Regions from separate parts of the Mus musculus genome. Here regions 1, 2, 4 and 5 are each linked to region 3. The links are chromatin contacts, called in public Micro-C and promoter capture Hi-C maps. All regions are on one chromosome and are shown on one strand. Each heading gives the region's core, a stretch centred on a gene start, on an enhancer-like site or on the middle of the called end of the contact. The rest is flanking DNA. Distances are from core to core; before and after follow the strand shown. Region 1 overlaps Gm30085 (a long non-coding RNA gene). Region 2 holds the start of Yaf2 (YY1 associated factor 2). Region 3 holds the start of Pdzrn4 (PDZ domain containing RING finger 4). Region 4 has its middle 84 kb from the start of Gm30085. Region 5 holds the start of Gxylt1 (glucoside xylosyltransferase 1).

What was found. Promoter capture Hi-C pulls out the DNA fragments that hold promoters and counts their contacts. Hi-C and Micro-C count contacts between places; a contact is called where the count stands out from the background.
Region 1: a Micro-C map of embryonic stem cells shows a contact between it and region 3, with 2.6 times the contacts expected there. The contact joins the enhancer-like site here to the promoter of Pdzrn4 in region 3. A contact is called at or near these places in 3 of 39 promoter capture datasets (embryonic stem cells, hippocampal neurons and pre-B cells), 1 of 484 Hi-C or Micro-C datasets (embryonic stem cells), 2 of 115 datasets of contacts at active chromatin or transcription factors (both in embryonic stem cells) and 1 of 9 other capture datasets (embryonic stem cells).
Region 2: a promoter capture Hi-C map of embryonic stem cells shows a contact between it and region 3, with 5 times the contacts expected there. The contact joins the promoter of Yaf2 here to the promoter of Pdzrn4 in region 3. A contact is called at or near these places in 3 of 39 promoter capture datasets (cranial neural crest, embryonic stem cells and hippocampal neurons), 1 of 484 Hi-C or Micro-C datasets (forebrain), 3 of 115 datasets of contacts at active chromatin or transcription factors (embryonic stem cells, forebrain and stem cell-derived neural progenitor cells) and 1 of 9 other capture datasets (adipose tissue).
Region 4: a promoter capture Hi-C map of hippocampal neurons shows a contact between it and region 3, with 4 times the contacts expected there. The contact joins the enhancer-like site here to the promoter of Pdzrn4 in region 3. A contact is called at or near these places in 7 of 39 promoter capture datasets (the 3T3-L1 cell line, the C10 cell line, cranial neural crest and 4 more).
Region 5: a promoter capture Hi-C map of embryonic stem cells shows a contact between it and region 3, with 4 times the contacts expected there. The contact joins the promoter of Gxylt1 here to the promoter of Pdzrn4 in region 3. A contact is called at or near these places in 5 of 39 promoter capture datasets (the C10 cell line, cranial neural crest, embryonic stem cells and 2 more), 2 of 115 datasets of contacts at active chromatin or transcription factors (astrocytes and embryonic stem cells) and 1 of 9 other capture datasets (embryonic stem cells).

Annotation. Positions count from the first base shown.
Region 1 is chr15:93,004,294-93,008,929 of GRCm38.p6, forward strand. Gm30085 (a long non-coding RNA gene) reads left to right here. Exons shown (of 6, transcript XR_384349.4): 3 at 2,660-2,807. Among named protein-coding and RNA genes, the nearest start is that of Gm30085, 5.1 kb to the left of the region's middle. Within about 2 kb of position 1,873, at least 62 of the 459 cell types and tissues checked have an H3K27ac peak or open chromatin away from gene starts, as enhancers often do. A contact at or near this core is called in embryonic stem cells, where this site is marked.
Region 2 is chr15:93,333,881-93,338,931 of GRCm38.p6, forward strand. It overlaps Yaf2 (YY1 associated factor 2), which reads right to left and starts at 3,055. Exons shown (of 4, transcript NM_024189.6): 1 at 2,877-3,055; 2 at 2,460-2,585. The coding sequence starts at 2,902.
Region 3 is chr15:92,394,985-92,400,087 of GRCm38.p6, forward strand. It overlaps Pdzrn4 (PDZ domain containing RING finger 4), which reads left to right and starts at 1,826. Exons shown (of 10, transcript NM_001164593.1): 1 at 1,826-2,521; 2 at 4,763-4,849. The coding sequence starts at 1,931.
Region 4 is chr15:93,082,901-93,088,127 of GRCm38.p6, forward strand. No RefSeq gene overlaps it. Among named protein-coding and RNA genes, the nearest start is that of Gm30085, 84 kb to the left of the region's middle. Within about 2 kb of position 2,236, at least 14 of the 459 cell types and tissues checked have an H3K27ac peak or open chromatin away from gene starts, as enhancers often do. A contact at or near this core is called in hippocampal neurons, where this site is marked.
Region 5 is chr15:93,272,138-93,277,440 of GRCm38.p6, forward strand. Gxylt1 (glucoside xylosyltransferase 1) reads right to left here and starts at 3,042. Exons shown (of 7, transcript NM_001357006.1): 1 at 2,739-3,042. The coding sequence starts at 2,944.

The DNA of each region.
Region 1 (4,636 bases), core at 623-3,122, 610 kb after region 3:
TGATAAAGCCCTATGCAAGACAGTGCATTTTAAGACTTATTCAGAAGGCTAAATTAAAACAGCCGACATATTGATGACTTGTGGATATCTTTAATCTCTCTGTGTCGTCTTTTTTCCCCCCAGAAAAAATAAGTTTTGCATAAATACAACAATCCTTCCCAATTCTTCCTCATTTGCAATGATGGTTGACTTTAAAAGAAAAAAAAAGTTTTTAAAGCCAGCATCCACTTCATTTTTTATTAGTGAATAAATATGTAAAAGAGATATTTAAAATTTAGATACATTCACATTGGTAAGTGCTGGTTCACCACATATTTTCTTCCTGAAAAACAGTATTACCACCCCACTTGGGAGAAATGAGCTTTCTTTGTAGTTAATCATCTGTACAAGTGCAAGGTGGGAGCTGGGAGATAGGAGGCGCGTGCTTTGGGGATGTGGAACCGACTAGAGAAGGCGTGGGTACTGTAGGTGATTTGCATTGAGTACACAGAGTAAACAGCCTGGCCCAGCCTGATTAAACCATCTCCCTGCGATGGATGCAGAATCGGCCTACCCAGCATTAAAATTAGCTTAACCTATCCTTAGAAGGACCACACTGCGATCATTTTCTGCAATGTTAGGAACATAATCTTGTCCATTGTATAATCATATTTGCTATTTCTTTAAGAGAGCCAAAATAGAATATTTAAATGTAGTCTCAAATGCACCCATTTTTAAAATGTAGTGTGTGTGTGTGAGTGTCTGTCTGTCTATCTGTCTGTGAACAGGAATTAATTCTCTCCTTCCACTTTTTGGTGGGTTTCGTGGATGTTAACTCAGGTCATCAGGCCTCATGGCAAGGACTATCTCTGCAGTCATACATTCTGCGTCAGTTAAGGACACTGAGCCACAGTGGGCAGGGAATGGTGTTATGAGGTATTTAAAAAGAGTCAGAAGGGAGCTGGTGAGATGGCTCAGCAGATAAGAGCACTGACTGCTCTTCCAAAAGTCCTGAGTTCAAATCCTAGCAACCACATGGTGGCTCACAACCATCCATATTGAGATCTGACGCCCCCTTCTGGTACGTCTGAAGACAGCTACAGTGTGTTTACATACAATATATAAATCTTTAGGGTAGATCGAGCAGGGACTGAGCGAGCAAGCGGACCAAAGAGAGCAGAGGTCCTAAAATTCAATTCCCATCAACCACATGAAGGTTCACAACCATCTGTACAGCTACAGTGTACTCATATACATACAATAATAATAAATAAATCTTTTTTTAAAATGTCAAAAGGGCAAGCTACCCAAGTCCAGGGCCCTCCAGTGTGGGTCTTTGCATATTTCATTTTTACCGGAAGGGAAATGGTTGTAGATTAAGAGAACATACACACTTTAGACAGAATACCAATTCAGCCCCTAAGAGTACAGGAAATCCATGCCTGAGAAATCTGGGCTTCATTCTGTCAGGGTTTTCCCCTCCAACTTGAACCCTATCAACAAAATACACTATCACTGCACTGGCTCCCTTATCATGTCCTTGAGAGGCCCTGGCCTGGCTCACATGTCTGCCGGCAGGCTGAGAGGAGAGAGCCCAGTCCAGCCAGGGGCTGAAGCAAGATGGTGAATGTCGCAGCCGGATCTCCTGCCTTCTGGAGAACCACCACCCTAAAACAGCCAGCCCGGAGTCTGTCAAAGCAGGAACCCCCTGCTTTTGTTTAATTGTATCAATCTTTTGTTTATAAAGGGCTGAGAGAGGAGGTGGGGTTTTTTGCTGAGGTGAGATGATGTAGGGGGAGGGGAATGGTGATGAAGGGTGTGGGGTGACTGACAAAGCCAACAAAGTTATTCTGTCAGCAGTAGCTAGGCAAAGGCAGGCTCAAGCAGGTCGTGCTGAGTCACTCCAGTACGGAAGTGACTGAGCCAGGCTCGGGTTTGTCCTCAAGGCCCAAACCAGGGCCACATAGGGCCCAACACATGTCCTTGATGCTCACAGTTTCATCGGAAAGAGCACCTGCTTGTTTCCTCTGTGCCTTCCTCTGAAAGGAGGCGGGTGTGCTGGGGGCAAGTCTAGGGGATGTAATATGCATGTGCAAAGCCACTGGTAACAACAGCTCTCCTGAAGAGAGTGGGCTCCTTACACAGAAAAATAAAAAAAGGCAGAAGGCTGTTATTAAACAAACAACCAAAAAAGCCTGTTGGCCTATGCTACCTGTTGGCCTATGCTAATGAAAAGTTCAGACTAGAACAATCTGAATGGCCCTTTGCAGTACTGATCCCAAGACTCTTAAACCTCATATGCTGAAGCTCCTACTATCTCCCGAATGTGACTTAGAAACAGGACCTAAGAGAACAAAGGTTGAGTGGGGTCCTATGAGTGGGTCCATGTCTGATCTGACTGATTCTGGTAGTCAGGAAGTGTAGATGGACCTACACTACACATACACACACATACAAACGCACGCATACACTACAGAAAAGGGACCATGTGAGACACAAAGAGGAGGTGGCCATCTGTAAGACAACAGAGGGGAGCCTCAGAAACGACCACATCTAACAGAACCATAATGAGCTTCAACCCTCCAAACCCATTGAAATAAATTTCCGCTGCCCTGACAATATTACATACCTTCTGAGTAAGACGCGACCTTTTCCTGACAAACCCTTTATATATTTTCAGAGAAACACATGTGCAATCCCACCCTTCCTCAACCAACCTACACACTGAATGTACATGCCAACTAGATGCCACGTGAGTGATATACTCAGACAAGAGAGGATGCTGTCCCTATTTCCAGATGCTTCGAGTAGGAGCTAAGGTGAAGGTGGTAAGTACCCAGGACCTTCTGGGTTCAGGCTCCCTGAATGCCACTGTGGGTTATCAAGCAATCCTCTGCTGAGACTTACACTTCGGGGAATGTCCAGAGGAAGAGCTCCACAGTCCTCCTTTGGCTCCCAGAATTGGTACCAAGGTGTTCTCCATCTCCATCTCAAACACACCAAAATCAGAGGACATGCAGCTGTTTTATATCAGGTGGTCTAGAATTTGCATATACCCTGCAAATATCCCTTTTAATTAAAATAATCTCCAGATTTCTTATAATTAAATGCTTGGTGTGATGTAAATGCGGTGCAAACCGATGTTATAGTGTACTCTTTCAGAATAATGAAAAGAAAGAAGTCTACAGATGCACATTTTTTAAAAAAAATTGTTTTTCCACCCACGTTTGGTTGAACTCACAGATGTGGAAGGCTGGCTGCATTTGCCTTCCCAGTCCTTGTTACAGCTGGGTGCAGTAGAGGACTTGGCACAGCTAACTAGACACACCTGACCACATTAAGGATAGCACTAGGGAGGCGAACAAGTCAGACCTAGAGGGGTCTCTGGATGGCAGCTGCAGTCAGTAACAGGTACTAACTGGTGGCAGTATGATAAGGCTGGGGCTAAGGAAGGCCAGATGTCTGCAGGTGCCCATGAAGCATGGTGTAATATTCAGCCTGCCATGTGATGCTGTGGCCCCAGCCCAGCCCTCAGTATCCTACTCCAGCCTTCCTGGGATGGGCCACACTGCTCCAAGCCCTTTTGACAACTTTATTCTCTTCTCAAAATCAAGAATCCCTCTGTACTTAAGACCAAAATCCAACAGGCATAGTGGGACACACCTTTGGTCCCAGCACTCCGGAGGCAGAGCCAGACAGATCTCTGTGAGTTTGAGAAACCCTGTCTTTTAAAAAAGAAAAGCAAAAATCTCTGACTGTCTTAGTTAGAGTTTTACTGCTGTGAACAGACACCATGACTAAAGGCAAGTCTTATAAGGACAACACTTAATTGGGGCTTGCTTGCAGGTTCAGAGGTTCAGTCCATTATCATCAAGGTGGGAACATGGCAGCATCCATGCAGGCATGGTACAGGTGGAGTTGAGAGTTCTACATCTTCTTCTGAAGGCTGCTAGCAGAATACTGGCTTCCAGGCAGCTAGGATGAGGATATTAAAGCCCATACCCACAATGACACACCTACACCGAAAAGGCCACTCCTACTCCAAGGCCACACCTACTCCAAGGCCACCCCTACTCCAACAAGGCTGTACTTCCAAATAGTGCCACTTCCTAGGCTAAGCATATACAGAGCATCACACTGACTGACGATATGTCTACTTAAGTGAGCAACTTGCTAATTTCCAACTGTCCAGAGCACTCCTTATCCATTGTACCTCACTTGCACGAGACCACAAGACCACCTGGGCTCAGGAGGACTCTCTACATCAATATGTATTTCCAATGTATTGGTTTGAAGAAAAGCATGTTCCGACTGCAGAACTCGGTTGCACATCTGTGAACTGTGAAGGTGCAGATATTTGAAGCAACACTGTTTTGAAGAACGAGTTGACCTAAATGGGTTCTAGAGAGAAGAAGACTCAGTCAGAGCTTTCCCATCCATGACCATGACAACCTCGTGAGCTCAGTCTGTGAATACCTCCAAGGAACCGACACTTCCCTCAAAGAGATTTGTGCAGCTTACTGTACACACACCCAAGGATGGTGAGTTTGGGCAATGCACCCAGGCTCCAGGTGTTGCTCAGGTTGACAAGTAAATGGAGGCCCAAGTTGCAAAAGCAGATAATAAAACCACTAAACAGCTGAATAACTGATCAAAA
Region 2 (5,051 bases), core at 1,805-4,304, 940 kb after region 3:
ATGTAAGTACACAGTACATGTGTGCACATACACGTATGTAAGTACACAGTACATGTGTGCACATACACATAAAGAAGAAAAGGCTTCAGACATCTAGAATAGCTTAGGCTTGCCTTCGTGATTGGCAGCTAGAACAGATTCAGTTCAGAGGTTGTTCTGACCCAAGGGATCCAAATGCTGGCTGTGGTCACACAAACAAGTCATTAGCAAGCTGTGTCCCTGTGTGCTGCAGCTGCCCCCTCCCTGCTCTCCTTCCATCCTATCTGCCAACAGGCACATCAACTGGGGGAACAATGTCCCCCGACCACTCAACTCTTGCCTTCCATCTGTGTCCCAGTCCTTCACCTGGTTTCCTGTCACTCCTAAGAGGAAACACTGTGCATGTAACCAGCATCTACTTATTAACAAGGCCATGTTCTACTGATCCATCCAAACACTGTGCATGTAACCAGCATCTACTTATTAACAAGACCATGTTCTACTGATCCATCCAAACACAGATCTCGGGGCGGGGGGGGGGGGGGGGAGGGGGGGAGCAAAGGGAAATGTAACAGACAACAGAGAAGTTACAACTCCTGCCATTCACTTAGGGGTAAAGTCAAAGGAGACAATTCAGAGAGAGAGAGAGGAAGAAGCTCAGAGGGACACCGTTCTGAGCACCTACTTTTAGGAACACGGTGTCCCTTAGACTTCTGGTGAGGGGCCCAGAGCCTCTTCAGTTTCAATCCAAATGACAATGCTTCTCTGAGTCCTCCTCAAGTAATGTTTCCACCACTAAAAATTGGATCTACTGGTTAAAAACAAAAACAAAAACAAAAACAAAAAGCCAGGGGCCTGCAGGTGGGTCTCAGGCCTCTCTAAAGCAGGCCCACTTCTGTTGTGGGCCAGCTCCCCTGTGTGCTACAATCCTCCTTCTTCCAGGAGTCAGGGACTCAGCCTGGTGCTTCTCTTCTGAGTGTCACCACCTACTCTACTTCTCGGGGCTCCTCTAACCCCAAGACTGGCTGTGGAGTAGGACACACCAGCTTGCCCCCATCCTTGCTGTCCCTGCAAATAAACAAATAGGCTCTTCTAATCCAGTGTTCGTCTAAAAGTATGAGAGGATACAAGTAAAAACAAAAGCAAAAAAAAAAAAAAAAAAAAAAAAAACCCAAGTCAAATGATCTCCATATTGCTCATTTACAAATACACATATATTATACACTAAGCCGTTTCCATCCTTATATAGACATATACACCGTGCTTTCCAAAACACTTAAAACGTGAGTCCAGAAATAGCAAGTAGTTTCTCTTTTTAGAATCTTTCCTTGAACTTAAAAGGGATTTAAAACCTTGCTTTTTAATAGACACCAAGAAATACTAAAAATATTGTATTCAATGTAAATGAGAATTCGTAGTAAAAACCTATTGAGATTTATGACAGGTATGTCAAAAACAACCAGTATTGTAGAAACAATAAAATCCTGACATGTCTCTACACTTACAATGTTAGTAAAATTCTATAAACTGAGTTTTTAAAAAAAAAACAGGATACATCATTTTTAGAAATAACTTTGACTATTTAGAATGTCAAAATTATACAGGCCCTCTGTTTCAAACAGAAAATTCCCCGTATTCTGTAATCATTTGTATTTGAATAGGCTTCATAGCAGCAAAATAAATGCCTTACTTAAATATTGCTACAAATCACTGTAGAAGTGGATTTAAAGGCGGCCTTCCCAAGGGAACTATGACCAAGTGGAGACAGATCAAGAATGCTACTGAGTTCGAATTTCCTAAATTTAACTCTTTTAAATGGTTTTTTTTTTTTTTTTTGGAAAGACAATTATAATACTATATGCCTACCATACAACAAATCCAGGGCCGGCAACAGACAAAGATCATGTCATCTCGTTTGTGTAAAAATATCCAGGCACTGGAGTAAAACTGCGTTGCTGGGTTCACCTCCCAACCAACTACTTAACTGTAAAAAATTATTACAGAAATAGAACAACAACAAAAAAAAACCCAGACGCGAAACCTTGGCCTGACCCTTTCCGGACATCCGTTACTAAGAAAGTTTAATCCATTACGATCCTACAAGCGATACTTTTTCCCCAGGGGGACCGAGTGACATCGCGGCCTTTCCTCCGTCCCCTCCCCCGCCCCGGCTCCCCGTCCCCGCCCCCTCCCCGCACACTAACACCACAATGCGACCAGCGATCACGGTCTCTGCGCCCGGCTGGGGAGGGGGCACCGCACCGGCCACGCATGGAACGGCACGGCACGGCAGCGGCCGGCGACCCCCATGGATAATTCATCCTCCGCAGCAGGCGCCACCGCCGCCGCCACCGAGCCCTCGCCGCCAGCCGCGGCTCAGCCGGGTCGCGCCCCACCGCGGCCGCCGCCTGGCTGGCCGCCCCGCCGTCCCGCGTCGCGCGGGGGGCCCCGCGGGGGATCCACGGGCGCGCCGGACTCACCGGGTGGAGGTGCCCTTCCGCACATCGCACATCATGCACTTGAAGGCCTCGGCGCTGTTCCGGAAGGTGCAGACACTGCAGTCCCAGTAGCCCTCATCCGAGGCGGGCTTCGGCTGCCGCTTCGGCCTGCAGGACACAACCGGACACGACGCAGCGCGGGGTCAGCCGCAGGCCGCGCCCGGCCCCGCGCCCCGCCCCGCCCGGCCCGCGACCCCCGCCCCGCCCGGCGCCGCGCGGGGGAGGGGAGCGCGGCCGCTGACCCCGGCCGCCATCGCGGCCCATTGTGGGCAGCCGCGCGCCCCGCCGCGCCGCGCCGCACCCCCTCTCCCCACACACACGCGCGCGCCCCGCGCCGCGCCGCTCCACGCCACGCCACGGGACCCCGGGCCGCGGGCGCTCCGCCGGCGGGCGCCCTACCTGGTGGGGCTCTTCTTGTCGCCCATGCTCGCTGCCGACGCGCGCCGGTCTGTCAGCGCCGGGGTGAGGGGCCGGCGGAAGCGCGGAGGCGAGGGGGCGGGGAAGGCCGCGCCGCGAGCTGCAGCCGCCGCCGCCGCCGTCGCCGCCGCCGCTGCCGCCGCCGCCGCCGGATCCCACGCAGCCTCCAGCTGTCGGGGAAACTCCTGCCTGCGCGCACGTGACCCGCGCCGGCCAACCAGCGGCCGCGCCGGAGACTTCAAACGCGGGGAGCGCGGCCCAGCACCGGCGGCGAGTTCGCGGCGCCGCCTCCCTCCAGCTCGCCCGCCCGCTGGCTGCCCCGGAGCGCTCCGGCCGTGGCTCGCACGCCCCGAAGGGCGCGATGGCAGGCGCCCGCAGACACGCGTGCGCCCGGCGCGGCGGGGACTGTCATCCTTCCTTCTGGGGAAGCGACCCAGAGGCTCGGGAGAGGTTCGGTGCCCTGCTCTAGCTTACATAATTCAAACGTGACGAAACCAGGGTCTGATCCGGTTTTAATTGCAGCGGCGTCCTCCTGGCCTCACGGGGCTCTGCAGTGGCTTGTTATAAAACGGACGCTCGTGAGCCTACGTAAGGCAGACGAGGTTGCTTGTGCCCTGGACACCACCTCCCCGAGTCTCCTTACTCCAGCCTGTCGGGGATACACACCTCGCCTGCTAGACCCAAACAGCCATCTCGCTGGTCCTTGAAGCTCTGCTTCCCACCTCGCCGATCTGGCGGGTACCCCACAACCAGAGTTAGCTTGACATCCCTCTGATCGAGGGGCGACTTTAGCATGCCAAGTCGGTGAACCGTCATCAGGAAAGCTGCCCCTGAAGAAAGGAGAGATGAAATCCATCCCTTCTCGGAGCCCTGCCTTCTTCTGCCTTATTTGGGTGTGCTGATGGAGGCGTTGTAGCCTCCGCATCAGGCTTAACTAACTGAAGGGGACCCAGTTCAGGCACTGCGTACTTAACAGTTGATCTGACTGTGTGGCTCCTGGGATACTATAAGGTTGTTTAGAAAATGTATCCAGCTGGGCCAGAGCAGGATGGAGCAAATTTTCATCATGATACTCAGAGTGAGATGGCAACTAAAAACTTGAGGAGTTAACTGTTTAGGAAGTCCTTAATATTTTGAACTATATCGTCTGTGGGTAATTGAAACAGGAAAGCAAAACTCCAGCAAAAGGGAGACTACTGTATTGATGTGTTACTTACCAAACAAGAGTTAATAACCAAACTGGAGGATGCTCTCCTTTTTATCATTGGGAATATGATATTAATTGGGGTAATTAAGAGGGAAATAGGCTTCAAGCTTCTGAGAAAAGAAAGTCAAAATGAATTATAGCAGAACGGGTGGGAGTATACAGCTCAGAGATGGAGCACTTGCACAAGGCACTGAGTTACTAGAAATTTGGAAAAGCATTTAAAAGATTGTTTTATGTGGGGTTTGCTTGGGTGCTTAGTATTACTTTATTTTTGCAGAATAGAGAGTCTGACTTAGTTGAGTGTAAAAGTTATATATTAGAGGTTGCGTTAATTTTCCAAGATAAAAGAGGCTGAGTGGTTTATGCAATGGAAATGTTTTTTCCCATAATACTGGAGGCTCCGAGTAGAAGATAAAGATGTCAGGGCTGCTTTCATCCAAGGCTCCACTTTGCTTGCAGATAGCCATCTACCTAGGTCCCACCTTCAAAGGGACATCTTTGTATGTGAGTGCCTGTATCCTAATCTCTTTTTATCACTTCTGCCTATGCCATGCTCTCTTATAAGGACGTCACTCATTGGATTAGCACCTACATTAATGATCTCTCTCTCTCTCTCTCTCCTTATATAGGCATCGGTGTTTCTCCTCCATGTATGACTGCGTGCGTGTGATGGTGTTGAGTCCCCTGGAACTAGAGTTACAGTTTTTTGTTGTTGTTGTTGTTGTTTGGTTTTTCGAGACAGGGTTTCTCTGTATAACCCTGGCTGTCCTGGAACTCACTTTGTAGACCAGGCTGGCCTCGAACTCAGAAATCTGCCTGCCTCTGCCTCCCCAGTGCTGGGATTAAAGGCATGTGCCACCACCGCCCGGCTTAGAGTTACAGTTTTAACCCACCATGTGGATGCTGAGAATTGAACCAGGATCCTCTGGAAGCACAGTCAGTGCGTTTAA
Region 3 (5,103 bases), core at 576-3,075:
GGTTGATGCCGTGGCTTCTGCTGACTCATGCTGATTCCGCAGAGCTTTGCTGTTTCTGCTGGATCACATGGCGGTTTCTGACTCATGTTAGGTGTTTGCTATTGAACTGAACTGCTGTTAACCTGACAACCAAGAGTGGAGTCACCTGAGGGAGCTACTTCTCAACAGGTCCTCAACCCTCTTTTCCTAGTAACCTTTTTTTCCCTCTCCTACCTCCAGTCAGTAGGCTAGAAGGGAAGTTGATGTGTTTAAGAACTCTAAATAAAATCGGCCTTAAAAAAATTAAGACTACATAGATGTGTAGAACATATACAATATAGCTTTTTTATTTTGACAAAAACAAAAAGAATATTTCAGATATCTGGAACATCACTTCAAGGTTTCCTTGGCTCTCAACAGCTCTCAGAAGGTTCTGATTGGAAGCTATTTGCCATTATTATCACCAAGTCTGGATTTGTTTGTACTGATGCTCTTCACAGCCTTCCACGAACAGCACCCAGCTGGCAAGGAGGGTGATTAATTTAAGAATCCTCATCCCAAGCATCTCGCATGGTTTCTGGTTAACGGCGGTAAACCACGTGCTTATATCCCGGTGTTACCTGGTGTTATGGGCTCTTTGTGTTCTTAAGTTTCGGGAGAAGGCGATGGCCCTGGAAGGTCCCCTATGTTTTCAGGAAGGCAGGCCACACACCGAAGGACAAACTAGAAGGGATTTGGAATTTGGAATGATTCTCTTCTGTTTGAGTAAAGAGAGGCTTCTAACCGGGCCGGGGTGGCGCATGCCTTTAATCCCAGCACTCGAGAGGTAGAGGCAGGTGGATTTCTGCGTTAGAGGCCAGCCTGGTCTACCGGGTGAGTTCCAGGACAGCCAGGGCTATGCAGAGAAACCGTGCCTCTTTTGTTCATGATTATCACTTTGTTGTTGTTGTTGTTGTTGTTGTTTTCTTCCAGGTGCTCAAAAGGCCATACCCCGTGCCCAATAGTAAAATGTTTCTCATAGCCCATTCCCAGTAGTGAAATACTTCTCAAAGTGGAAAATACAGAGCGTGACAATTCTCTGAACTGGGAGGCAAGCTGCAGTTAATGAAACCTTAGTCTTTTCACCTGGCGGAAGGGAGGGAGGCTGCTCATTGCCTTCCCCCACAGCAAGAAAAAAGTGCCCCAGGCAGACAACTGGCCTGTCCCCAACCCTCACTGCTGGTTCAGAGATCACCCTTTGCTACAATCACCTGATTTCCATATCTTGATTTGAGAAGCCTGGCTCTGGGGATGATTTCCTACGTGTTTTTTTTTTTTGTTTTGTTTTTTGTTTTTTGTTTTTTGTTTTTTGTTTTTTTGTTTTTTTTCCAGCGCGGAAGCTTTAGAGTCAGAGTTCTTAGTTGACGTTTTGTTTGTTTTTTGTTTTAGTTACCTCCCTTGAAAGAACAAAAGTGTATTCATCACTTCAAACTTTTTTTCTTTCTAACTAAGGATTTGCCTGACACAAGATCCTGATCCCTGGAATGTTCCACCCTGGTAGACTTTAACATTCTCAGTATCAATGCTTTGCCCATGGCCAGCTGTACCCAGACAAAGCACCCTGGGGGACTCAAGTTCTAGACTCAGAGAAAGAATAAAGCTGGCCCAAACACTACTGTAAACAAGCCTCCCTCTCAAGGATAAACTTGAAAGACCGTGCATTACAAAGCCATAAAGAAGTGGGTAATGGGGAAGGGTTCACTCAGGTGGCTTCAATGAGCTTCAATACAGAGAAGTCAGGACCTAGCCACAGCTTTGAAACTCCAAGCCAAACTTATTCTGAGCTCACACACAAACCTCCCCCCTCAAAGAGCTCAGCAGCGGTAAGACCGCTGGCCCTGGCGCAGCTTGGGGGTGATTGAAAGAAGAAGCGGGGACACCCCTTTTGGCTCTCCTCCCTCCCACCACTAGCATGGGCTTCGCTTTGGAGCGTCTCGCGGAAGCCGTGGACCCCGCTTTCCAGTGCCAGCTACTGTGTGGCCAGGTACTGGAGGAGCCCGCGTGCACGCCTTGCGGGCACGTCTTCTGCGCCAGCTGCCTGCTGCCCTGGGCGGCGGGGAGACGCTGGTGCCCGCTGCAGTGCCAGCCGCTGGCGCCGGGCGAGCTGTACCGGGTGCTGCCGCTGCGCAGCCTGGTCCAGCAACTGCGCGTGCAGTGCAACTACAGCGGACAGGGCTGTGGCCACAGGGGCGACTGCGGGTGCTGGCAGTGCACATCCAGCGCTGCGCCTTCGGCCCTGCCAGCGGCTGTGACAGCCACTGCCCAGGCGGCTGCGGAGGCGGCGGGGAGGAAAAGCACCCGGCGACCAAGACCTGCTGGAGTGGGGACGCGCGTGAGGGGCCACCCGGACCTGGAGGTCGGCCTCTGGTTGTCGCCTGCTGTCGGGGTGGGGAAGACGCGGCGGGCGCAGGTCAGCTTGTTGCAGCGCAGGTATCAGGAGAAGTTGGCTCTGTACATGGCGCACACGCGCAACTTCGTCGGGAACCCGGGAGGCCGCGGCCAGGTAAGCCCAGGGGAATGAACCCCAGAGCACGGTTGGGATGGGAAGGGGAGCGTCTTCCCGACTGTTGAGGACTCCTTATGGAGGTGCCATCCCTTTTTCAGAGCTGCATCTGATTATGCTCTGCCACCTTCATCTGCATCGCTGCCCCAGAAACACCGTTTAGGATTAAGGGAGTCAAACTCAACTTCTCCAGGAGGAGAAATTGAGTGAACTCTTTTCCCATCCACACTCTGTTCTCATCTTCCACTCCCCTGCTCACCTAAGCTGCCCATCTTTCGCGTCCTTGGCCTGTGCCTGGAGCAAATTCTATAAGTAAACCGGTTAATTGGCTGTGAGAGACTTATTTTCTCTGCCAAAATATGCCTATCAGTTAACTACCCACCCTTTCCTCAGCTCAGGGGCCTCGAGGGATGGTGGTGACAGAGATACCGACCTTCCCTGTTGATTCCTCTCTCCTGACCTCACGAGACCTTATTGGTGGCCAGTGTGCCTGTTATTACCTGGGGACCTGTCCCAGGACAAGAACAAAGGCCTGAAGTCACAGTGCCTCCTTGAGTACCTGGCAGAGGCAGCTGTCTTCCCTACTTCATGGAAGGGGCTAGTCCTGAGCTGCGAGCTGCAGCCTGGGTAGAGAGACGTGTTTATCAGCTGTCTTCAGTTGGTGTTTGACTTGAACGGTCTCTGGCAGAGCAAGCAAGATTTGACAGAACTTGTACCCCCTACTCAAGTGCTGTTTTCACTTCTTCTACACGCCCCCCCCCACACACACCCCCCCGGGGAGGAGCAAGAGAGGGCTTCCGTTTGGGACTGGTTGCTTAGATCTGCCTCCCACCCTGGCCCTCTGTTTTAACCTTCCTACCCCTAGTCTGAAAAACAATGTGAGAGAAGCTGCTCTGATTATACGATGCACATGGAGCATACTTGGGTAAAAATGCCGTTGCATAACACAGCACCTTGTGCAGTTAGTTAATGGAGAGAATAAAAATTAAAAAGACTGGAGGCTACATGAGTTCCCTAGTCTGCTTGTGTATAGGATAATCTTCATTCCAATGGATGAGCTAGAGAAAAGCACACACGTTTGCTATGCACTGCCAGTCCATGATTCAATGCTGGCTGAAAGGAGCAACCGTTAGAATTACAGAATAAAGAACTAACTACAGCATCCCACCAAACTGTGCTTCTATGCCAGGGCTGTCCTATGCTGCAACCCTTTAATACCTCATGTTGTGGTGACCCGCAACCATAAAATTATTTTGCTACATCATAACTGTAATTTTGCTACTGTTATGAATCATAATGTAAATATCTGATAATGTGATTCCAGCAAAGGGGTTGCAACCCATAGATTGAGAACCACTGTTCTGTGCCTTGCCTTGTGGATTCATCATCAAATGCTGCTCTCCAAGGGTTGTGCTTTCTGCTGCCTCAAGGGGCTGCTGTGGGCTCTGGGAAAGCTCTTGAGGGGTGGGGCGAGGGGGGAGCAAGGTAGCAGTGGGGATGCAGTCGGTTTTCAATCCCTGCATCAGATGTGACTCCAGGTGTTTCAGTCCCTCAGAACAGTTAAGGTCTCTAATGGTGACTACAGAGCATCTTGTCTGGCTACTTCAGTGCCTGTTTAAATCAGTCTTTGCTAACAAACAGGTGGCTGTATAATTTATATTTGTTTAAATATTACTGTATCACTGGGAAAGAAATACATACTATTTACCAAGCAAACTTCTTTTATTTTTACTCTGTGAGAATTATGACAAACCTAATAGAGAGGCTATTTAAAATCAAGATGGCTGCCTTCCAGTAGACCCTGCATTACAGGGCCAGCCTGAACGTTGCTGCCGAAGGGACTTTATAAATAGCTCAGTGATTTTTTCAAACTCTACAGTGAAAATTTACATTAAAAAAATGTTTCTGAGATCCACTGACAACTTGTTTTACTTTTCTGTCATACAAAGTTTAAAAATAAAAAGCCCTGCCTGGTGAAGCCTGGACATCTGTTTGCAGTTAAGGTGGAGTCAGAGCGGGATACTCCCTGTGTGAAGTGCAAATCCATGTAGTTATTTGGAAACCCCCTTCTGCTCACAGGCGCAGCAGTTTTCTTCAAATACAGGCTTTAAAGTGTGATTAAGGAGAAAGCTGACTGAGTCAAGCATCCTTACGAGTCTTCTCTATTAACAGTACAGTGTCTTATATTGTTTTCTCATTTTTTTTCTTATTTATCCAGTTTTTTTTTGCTCTTTCACTTAGGATGGAGAGCAGAAGCCGTTCACTGTTGTGTTGGAAAGAGAAGATGACACTTTGGGATTCAACATAATAGGAGGCCGCCCATATCAGGTGACTACTTTGTTAATGCAGTGTTCTGCATATGAAGTAGACTAGGACTCAGACAAACAAGGGGTATGATCCTTAAAAGGATGTTTGGGCCCAAAGACCAGATTTTTTTTTTCTTTCAAGATTTATTTATTTATTTATTTATTTAATGTATGTGAATACACTGCTGCTTTCTTCAGACAGCACCAGAAGAGGGCATCAGATCTCATTTGCAGATGGTTGCATGTGGATGCTGGGAATTGAACTCAGGACCTCTG
Region 4 (5,227 bases), core at 986-3,485, 690 kb after region 3:
CTGGCAGGCAAGATCTTCCTCACTGATCCTGGACATCTGGTCACTAAATCTTTCAGAAGGGCAGATTTAGAGATGATGACTTGAACACCCCCTCCAGCAGAGGTACCAATGGTGTTTTTTAAATGAGTGTGGAAGCTGGCCAATCTCTAGCCATTAGATCTGCAAAGTCACTTTACACATAGTTGTAAATGGAAGCAGGAAAAAAAAATTACCAGGCCATATTTGTTAAGACCCTATAGGGTTTCAAAGGCAGTAGGGGGTGTAAATTAAGATATTTTTCCACCCAACCCAAAAAAAAAAAAAAAAAAAAGTATCCTGACTCAAATCAAGTCACCACTAGGAAGATAGTTTCCATCAGGATTTTGGGTTTCTGTACCGTGAACTCAACCCGGAAAGCAAATACTTTGTATCTGAAGATGTAGCAATCTCAAGTGGACAGTTAGCAAGCAACAGGCTTCACACACCCTTGAAGAAATAACAAAGTACATGTTCTTTTAAAAACAGTTGAAAATTTTGCTTGTGCTTCTTAATATACTTCCATCAAGAACTGAGATAACAAGACAACTTGCCTTTTGAAACAATGTTCTAACAGTTCCGAATCTGTGGATTGCCACCTCTCCAGGTGTCAAACAGCCCTTTCACAGGGGTCACCCGACACCATCAGAAAACACAGATATTTACATGATGATCCACAATATCATCAAAGTTACAATTAGAAGGTAGCAACGGAAATAATTTTATGGTTGGGGATCACCACGACATGAGGAATTGTATTAAGGGGTTGTAGCATTAGGAAAGTTGAGAACCACTGCTCACCAAGCAAACAAGAGACAAGACAAGCTCAACGATAAATCAGCAATAAGAAATCTGCCAGTGTTACTACACCATCCCACCCCATCCCCTCCCCACCCCTCCCCCAAAGATGTCAGGAATAGCCGAGGCAGGCAATGGCCTCTAACTAGCAGTAAGCTGTCAGTTGTCAGCGAAACTATTCCGGAAAGGAACAGCTCCACTCATACTGCTGGCGTGAATGTGCGCGCTTTTACTTTCTGATGTAGTCTCCAGTCCACATCAAAAATCCTAAGGAGTATACATATCCTACACTCAGTGTTTGTCTTCTGTTTCTACCTTCATGACACTCCGCGGTGTTGACTTGGTCTTCCTCTGCAGTCCGAAGAACCTGTTTCCCTCCATCTGACTCCCAGCCTGGAGGCTGAAGAGAGATCTTTAATGCCGGAGATACAGACAGGAAGGCAGCTGAGCCACAGCCCATATAGTCTCTTCCAACTTTGAACACAGAGGCACCATTCTGAGACCCCAACCTCATGACTTCTCCAAAACCCAGTTCTAGATTCAGAAGTAGAACTGCCTAGGAGGCAGTGGATGCAAATCCAAAATCATTGTGTGTGAAGCTCAGAAAGCTGAGCACTGAGACCGGAAGCAGTGGGGCCCCAGCAAGCCCTGTATTGGTTCACACCCCAGTCTTGCTACCGGGCAGCTTTAACAGCAAAATCCCCGGGGCACTAGGCAACTAGTTTCTCCTTCGGCAAAACAGGTGCCAGATACACTGTATCCCAAGTGTTTGAAGTGAAAGTATTTTACAACAGCTAACACATAGCTCTACAAAGCATTTAAGAAGGGGCCTCAATAAAAAACAAGAAGGGGGGAAGGGGCAGGGGGTGCGCCTACCCCTGGAATCAGCAACTGTTCCTGTGCACTAGCAGGCCAGAAGCAAAAACAAAGCCTGGTGGTCTTAGGAGTCTCTCCATAACAAAAGTACCTATCCCTTTCCTGAGATATCATAGATAGGTAATAGGTAGGTAGGTAGATAGATAGATAGATAGATAGATAGATAGATAGATAGATAGATAGATAGATAGATAGATAGATAGATAGACAGATAATAGATAGATGAAATATACATATAGAGGATATATAGCTTAGGCCATTGTTTTCCTTAGCTCGTCTACCTTTGTGTGTGGCAACGTTTTCAGCCACAGATCTCCAGGAATGTATTTTGCAGATGAAGCTAAGGCTTATGGCCTGAGCCGAGATGTCCTCTCATCTAGCACCTGTTAGTTAAACTCTTTCTGTGTAACAGGGAGGCTTTTGTTCGCTTTTCCTGAAGTAGGACATTCCTTCCTCAACACCCCCTCGCAGCTGCTGCAGCACAGCTCTGGTGCTGCCCCCTGCCCCAACCCCCTGCTGGCTCAGCGGCATCAGAACAGATTGCACGGGCTGCTTTGGGGGAGAAACGGGTAAGGCACAGCCTCCTCGTGGCTTAAGGAAGGATTCTGAGGCTTCTACGGGAGGCTGCGCTTGCCAGGGGTGGCTCTGGATGGAAGCCACACAGCAGGCCTTGGGCTCAGGTCCCCAGGCCACCTGCTTACCACGTGCCTCTGCCGGGTTCCCATCTGGTGGTCTCCAACATAGCTTTGCCCGCTGCACGAGGAGAGTCTTGTGTTTTCCTGCTGAGGGCCAGGGGACCTCACTCTCAGCCATTTCTTAACGTTGTGGAGTTAATCATATGTGTTTTCAACAGTACAACCATCTGGGCGCCTAATGCCAGTCACCAAGTAATTAGTGGGAAAGCCAAAGCACAGCCAAGGGTGTTTAATAAACATTTCTCATATTAATAAAATGGTCTCAGAAGTTCCACATTTGCCTCCCTCCAGGAAACTGATGCAGAACAACTTGGTTCAGTCCTCTGGCCTCCTCAGGTTTCCTTTAAGGGCCCACTTCTCTGTCCACATCCAGATCTATGGTGATTGGTGTCTGTCCTTGGACTGCCATCTTCCTTAGGCAACCCACTTCTCTGCAGCAAGCTCACACATGCCCTATGCCCAAGAAACACCTATATCTAGTAACAGCAAAGACTTCCAGCCCCCCAGAACTTCCCCAGCAGACTTAGAAATCAAATGCCCCAAAGGCCGTTTCCATCAGAACTTCCTGTCACCTGAAACTACGTGCAAGCAGTATTGATTTTTTTCTTTTATTCAGATGCATCCTTCACCCTTACAGCCCACTTCACTGGTGACCTGGTTACACAGTAACTGTCCTGCATCTCTTGCTCTTCGTCTGTGTAGGTTCCAAGCTTTGCAGAGCCATGTGGAACCTTCTCTTTACTTCCGACTTCCCTAGTTCTACCTTAAAACCCTTCAACGGCCTCCTTGCATCCCTGCTTCAGGCCCAGAGAGAAGCTATTGACCCAGATCAATTTACCAGCCTGACCCTGCCATTCTCTCCTTTGAAAACCTTAAGAGTTTCTCTCCAGTTAACCATAGAGCATATCATACAGTGAACACGTGCGGTATGTCTCAGGTTCCATGGGGTGAATTTCCTTGTTATACGAGATCGAGCCCAGTTGCACATCACACTGTAATGCAGAGTCTCTACTGTGCTTCACGGTGACACTTGGGAACTATAAGTTCACTGCCATGGAGCCTATAGGCCCATGGGAACTACTTCCACCCACCCATGTCCACTCCCCTTTCCCAGAGTTTCCTTTGTTCTTGTTGTTTCCAAAGAAAACATCTCTCTCTTCCATAAAGTTAAAGTTTGCTATTTTTCTTGTGAGTTTTTTGTTTTGTTTTGTTTTGTTTTATGTTCTTCTATGGTCTTAGAATCCGATCAGCCCATAGCAGTTACACAATAAACAACTGCTGAATTAGTTGAAATCAAAAGCAATCTCCTAGCAGGTGGTCCCCTGGTCTTTCTCTTGGGCTCTGGCTCTCACTTACTCCCCTCTACAGCTGCAAACTACACAGAAAAACCTCCTGGATATCACCTACAATCACACTATGGTACATGCCAAAGAGAAGGTTCCCCCAAAAGAAGCTGGGCTTTCTACAGATGCACAGAGATGCCCCCTAGGCCACAAACACCCTTGGCTTGGGCTTCCAGTCTAGAGCTGCTTCTCGCTGTGTCAGGAATTCAATGACCTGGTTGCTGCGGACTGCATACCCAAGCTCCTCTCTACAAAGTGAGTTTTAACATGAAGACATGGTGTGTAGCAAGAAATACCCAGGAAGCAATAAGTCCTGGTGTGAGTACAAAACTAGAAAGAAACCCCTCAATCTAGGCAAGCCACCCCACAACATGCAGTTTGTCGAGAGAACTCCAGATTTCTCAGACCTCTTTCAGGAATCATCTCAGCAGGACCGCCCTTTGGCATTCCACCACTCCATCCTTAACTACAAACATACGCACACACATATACACACACACATACACACAAACATGGACACATACATGGACACATACATACAAACACACACATATACACACACACATACACACAAACACGCACACATAAATACACACATGTACACTAAGAACAAAATGCTTTTCAAGGAACATTCTATATTATCTACAGACAAACTCTATTGGCTACACAGAATTCCTGATGAATTGTGTATGGTTCACATCAAAACCACCACATGGTGTCTATAATTATAAAAGATATTCATTTAAAATATACAACAATAAGAAACAGCCTTTGTTTACAATCTTATGTAGTGAATGGGACGTTTTTTGTGCAGCTTCTAGGATAGGGTCTGGGAGCTGACACTGTTTACATAGCCCCCACTTAAAAAAAAAGAATTTATAAGGTGAAAGTGGCATTACTTAGAATGGAGAGAGAGGAAAAACAACATTTGAGGTACAAATTATCATCTATCTGAAAAACAGAAAAAAAATAATAACAATACACTTAATTAATTGACCACCTGGTCCTTCACTTGTTGGATGCACAGTCTTTATCATCTCTACACATAACAATGATGTTAGAATGTGTTCTACAAACAGAAGAAAAACTCAGTCATCGCTCTGCTGCAATAGAGTAAAACTTGTTCCTATTACTGAGAGCTGAGAACTGATGGGCCCAGAAGGCAAAGGCATTTGCTGCTGAGCCTAGCAACCTGAATTCAGTCTCCAGAGCTCACATTGTAGGAGAGGATTGACTCCAGCAGGCTCCAGGTGCCCCTTGGCATCTACTTGCCTGGCATGTGCAAGTGAGCACACACATGCAAATAAATATATACGTGTAATTTTTTTAAAGACTGAGAACTGGGCTTCATAAAAATTCTGGAGCCAACAACATTGATAAGTAGGTACAAGCACTTCTCATGCAAGCCAGAGAACCTTAGTTCAATTCCTACATCCCAAGGTGGAAAAAAAAAATATATCAAAGTCCCATTGTCCTCTAATTTCTACCTGTGAGCTATGG
Region 5 (5,303 bases), core at 1,792-4,291, 880 kb after region 3:
CAGCCAGGGCCACACAGAGAAACCCTTTCTCGAAAAACCAAAAAATAAAAAAGAAATGAATATTTATACTTTAAGATCTCTAAGCCAAAACTACACTGTTTTGTGAGATGAGTATCTCAAAAAGCTCATAATATTAGTTACTAGCTCTTCCTAAATACTATGCTAAGTATTTGGGCTGTTTTTGTATGCCTCCCTCACCTGAAAATCCTCCTGTCCCATGTGATGACTGACGTCAGGGATGGATGGGGCCTTCGGTGATTAGACCATAAGGGTCAGTGCCCCAAGAATGACATTACAAGAAGCGGCTATAGACCTGCCTGGCCATGTGAGCACACAGCAAAAAGGTGTGAGAAACAATGTATCACTGCTGTTTCCATCTGCACAGACTGTAAAAAGGTGTGAGAAACAATGTATCGCTGTTGTTTCCATCTGCAGTCTCAAGTTTTGCTACAGCAGCCCACATAGCACTCAACAAAGCTATGAGAAGCCACGGCAGCGTCCAATAAGCTAGCGTGCAGGTGTGGCCCTGGCGGCACAAGCCTCACGTAATGACACAGAGTGAGGGCCTTCCCTCCCTAAGTACTCTTACTTTCTCCAGCACTCACTGCCCCAACTCCCTTTCCTTCAAAAACAGATCCAAGGAAGGGGAAACAGCAATGCAAAGACATAATGGTCAAATCTATCTCTCAACTGTCAGCGCTTCTCAGTGTTTGTCTGCATTGTAACAATAGCTCATGGTCAAAACACAGAATACTGGCATCCTAGTTTACCAGGTTTCTGACTAGGTCCCAAAGAATAAATTTGCTTCCCAAAGGGGGGGGGGGGAGAGATATATGCTTACACCTGAAAATTAAAACAATCACCATATCAGCTAGTTTTATGGTGCCAGGTACGGCACTAAGCAATCTATGCAACTATGTCACTTCAGTCCTCACAAATGTTCCACATCTAATCAGGAAGTCACACACCCAGTACGTGGCAAAGTAAAGTTGGTGACTCAAAAGCCCTCTCCGTCTCTCGTCTTTACATTCTCAGTAGTATATCCTACCAATGTCGACACGATTCAGCAAACATGAACTGGAGGTCTAGCCAGTCTGAAAAGAAGTGACGATCATTTCAGAATGTGCGTCAAAAATATCAAGCTGTTGGTACTAAACATAGGTAACTCTTGTCGATTATACTTCAGTGTAGCAGAGAAGGAACCCTGTGATCAAGGGCGCCTGCAAAAGTGACTGGATGGAGGCACGGGTTTCTCCAACTGACTCTACTACTCTCTCTAACTCCTGGAGGGGTTGAACTCGGCACCTGACAAGGCAAGTCCCTTATGGCTGGGATACAAACTCAGTCCTTGGTCTGTTGAACCTGGGTCTCATTATGCAGCCCAGGCTGGCCTGGAACTCCCAATGAAAACCAGACAGGTACTGAATTTTCCATCCTCCTACCTTACCTCCTGAATGCTGAGAATACAGGTGTAAGCCACCAAGCCTAGTTTGAAATAATCGTTTCAAATAGGATATACTAGTTGAAAGGAGATTTCTCTCAAACACTGTCCTTACCATTTAAAAATGTTTTCCTTCCAAGTTGGATTTTTTTTCCCCAAATACTTCTTATGTAATTCTGGGCAATTAATACTTTTGTTTTGTTTTGTTTTGTTTTGTTTTTTGAGACAGGGCTCCTCTGTAGAGCCCCGGATATCCTGGACATTGCTCTGCGGACCAGGCTGGCCTCGAACTCAGAGATCTGCCTATTTCTGCTTCCCGAGTGCTGAAATTAAAGACATGCACCACCACCGCCAGGCTTTTAAATGTGTAGCCCAGGCTGGCCTCGAACTCATGGTCCTCCTGCCTCCGCTCTCCTCGGCAAATCCTACTGGGGGTCTGGGGGTGTAGGTTGTAGGCAGTGGAACCTGAGAGCACACCTATACCCCACATTTCTCTGACTACAATCAAACCATAAACCAAGAGCTCACTATCTCCATGCTAGCTTCTCTTTTACCCGCTTCCCGCTGGAAAAGACCATCAACTCTCAGATGCTACATAGACAACAGCTCAAAGTGGATGTACTCTTTTTACAATTCCTGTCTTCCACTCTCCAATTAGTTGGTCTCAGAACTGCCCAAACACAGGAATCCACCAAGGAGGCAGTGCGAATTAAGTAAACTGCCCAAACAGTTTTCCATTTAAATTTCATGATTCTAACCGTGGCAGTGACTTATGCAAATCCACCAACTCATTATGCTGTGTTATAAATATTCATTTCTTTTTTTTTAAAGTGATTTCTTCATACCTTACTCCTCCCATAGATATAAGCATATTAAGTATCACTCATGTTTCTGAACTTCCTTTACGTTTCCAAAAAAACGAATATTTTCAAAATAAAAATTCACAGCTCGCTTTATGCCACATCCAGATTTCTTTAGCTACGGCTACTGATAAAAAGCTAAGATTTAGGCGGAAAATTTAGACACCTGGGAGGTGGAGGGCTCAACTAGGGCGCCAGCCTGATTCTCAAATTACTCAGCTTCGACTCCATGGAAACAGGAGGGAATCCCACTAGCCGCAGTGTAATTAGGATTTTGTGGGACACCACTTACTTCCAACGAACCTTTCAGAAAGTTGCAAAGCGATTCAATTTCTAACTGGTCTAACACTGAATCTGAAGCCAGCCAGCCAGTGCTCGGTGATGGAGCGGCGCGTCCGGCCCTCCCAGACCTCCACTCCCGGCAATGCGGCTCATACCTGCCCGTCCGGCCCGGGCCCGCGCTGCCCGCGCCTCTCCCCGTGCCGCGTCCACCGTCCGCCAGCCAGGAAACTACCGCGGCCTGCGGCCTGCGGCCCCCGGCAGCTCCTTCCTCCAAGGACACCGCGAGCTGGCTGAAGGCGTACAGCAGCGAGCAGAAGCCGCAGGCCAGGCACAGCCCTACGACCCGCAGGTAGCGCCGCATCCCGGCCCGCGCTGCCGCCACCGCCGCTGCCGCCGTCACCGCCGTCACCGCCGCCGCCGCCGCGCCCGCCCGGGCGAACTACGAAGAATCGCAACGCGCAGCCGCAGCGTGACCAGCCTGGTTCCCGCCCCTCCCCGCTCCGCCCCTCCGCCCGAATCCCCGCCAGGTCCCACTCGGTCCCATGCCGCCCAAGCCCAGCACCCCACACGACACGCCCCTAGCCCTGCCATGCCCCGCCCCGCTCACAGCCCCTCCCACATCCGGCGCAGGCCCCGCCTCTGTTTCAAACCACAGCCCCTGCCTGGTATTGTCCCGCCTCCGGGCCACGCCCCAACGCCCGGCCAAGGCTCCGCCTCCGCAGCGCACCCGGAAGCGGAGCTGAGCGCTGGCGCTCTCCCGGCCTTCACGCCGAGCCTTGAGATGGATGCTGGTTCCTCTTTACAGATTGCCCGGCTCTGAGCTGTGGACAAGTGTAGCGAAAGAAGCAGGGCTGTAGGCCCTTGCCCTAAATCTGCGATTTTTCTTTGCGCAGTTTGTGGCGCTGGGCAACTTGAATTCTCAGGCATCGCTGCGTTGACTAAAAAGAAACCGTGGTTACCGCACTTGCTAACTCTTCCTCGACCCATCCTGCTCCTCACGGACCTCAGCGTCGGGTCTAAAACATCTGTGCTTCGTGGGATGTCGTAAGGCGGCGGTAGTGCAATGGTGCTTTGCTTGCCCATCCACACAAGGCTGGGAAGGCAGCCTTATTAGACGTTGCTGACAAATCATTTGCATACCCAAAGCAAAACTGGTCCTCTCCAAACCCGGCCTCCCTTCCTTCCCGCCACACTCCACGCCTTGAGCTGGGTCACGCTGAAGCCTCGTAGGGACCTAGGGACGGGGAGGAAGGCAGATATTGAGAATGTGCAGCTCGGGGACTTTGGTACGGGAGACCTGTGGACGATTTAACAAAGCTTAAACTCTATGATTATTCTTAGTCCCTTAATAGGCTTTCGTTGACCAATCGTGTCATACCCAACATACTTTTGGCTCAAAACCTTTAAAGCAACCTCATCGAATCAATGGTTTCCACCATTCTGAAAGCTTAAAATGTCATTAGATGAGATCTGACACCTGTCAGTTTTTCCTGTTTGCTATAATCAATCTGATGGTCCAACCGGTATCTGGAAACTGCCTTAACTTCTGACTTTATTCTGTATTGGAACGTGTTATTCCACCCAACCCGAATCCATGTTCCCAGGCAATACACACGCCATTCACATCTGGTGCAAAAGCTCTTATTCCCTTTTGAAGAAGGCTGTTGTACAAAGACAGGATAGCCACCGGGTGTGGACACGCCCCAAAGTGAGTCGCTTGTACCTTCCAGTTAGTATAGCAGAGTATTCCTGAGCGAGGGTGGCCCTCTTAAGAGAAGGAATTCTAGACTGAGCGAGCAATGAAAGCGGCTCTCGTATTCAGGAGACTGAGAAGCGCGATGCCAGGATGAGTCCGCAAGAAAGGACTCGGGGAGTGGTTAAGACTGCAGAGAGGGATAGCAGTTACTCTTGGAAACTCTTGGAAGTTTGAACTTGATCTGCTTGAAGGTTTTTAAGGAAGGAAGGAAGATGATCACATTTGCATGTTAGAGAGCGAGTCTGGTTGGAGTGAAGGCTGGGACAGAGATGAGAGATTGGAGTAAGCGAATCCAGAGCCAAAACTGAGACTTAAACACTTAAAAATCCACTTAAAATGCACACAAGATATACTTGAACACACTTAACCTGCACATGCACCTAAATACATGTAAACAATTAAATGCTTTAGATGCACGCTTAAAACACATATTTTTAAAATGCACTTGAAACAAAAACATTTAAAATACAAGTAAAATGCACATATTTTAAAAATATACAGGCAAAACCACACTGAAAAGCACACACTTAAAACTAGATGCATGCACACTTAAAAGTGCACACACACGTCATGAGAAAAACCTCGCTATTGAATTGTTCAAGTTGCATCTGGGTCACTGAGAAGTGTGCCCACAAAGGACAATGTGAGGGACAATAACAGGCATAAAAGCTCTCATTCCCTGGCTCTATGACCATGGCAAGATCACCTGATGAACTATGGGCTGTTTCCATCTCAGAAGGATTAAATGTCATGCCTTAACTCCCCCCCCACCCCCCAAAAAAATCCAATGAACAACGAAGATGTATAAGGAGAAAAAAAAAAACATACATTTGTTCATTCAATAAATATTTATTGAATATTTTCTACATGCCAGACAAGAGGCTCGGATGCACAGTATTCAGGAATAAAGGAGTGTCCTACCCTCAAAAAGGAGACAGGCCAGTAAAAACAAAGAGAATAGTAC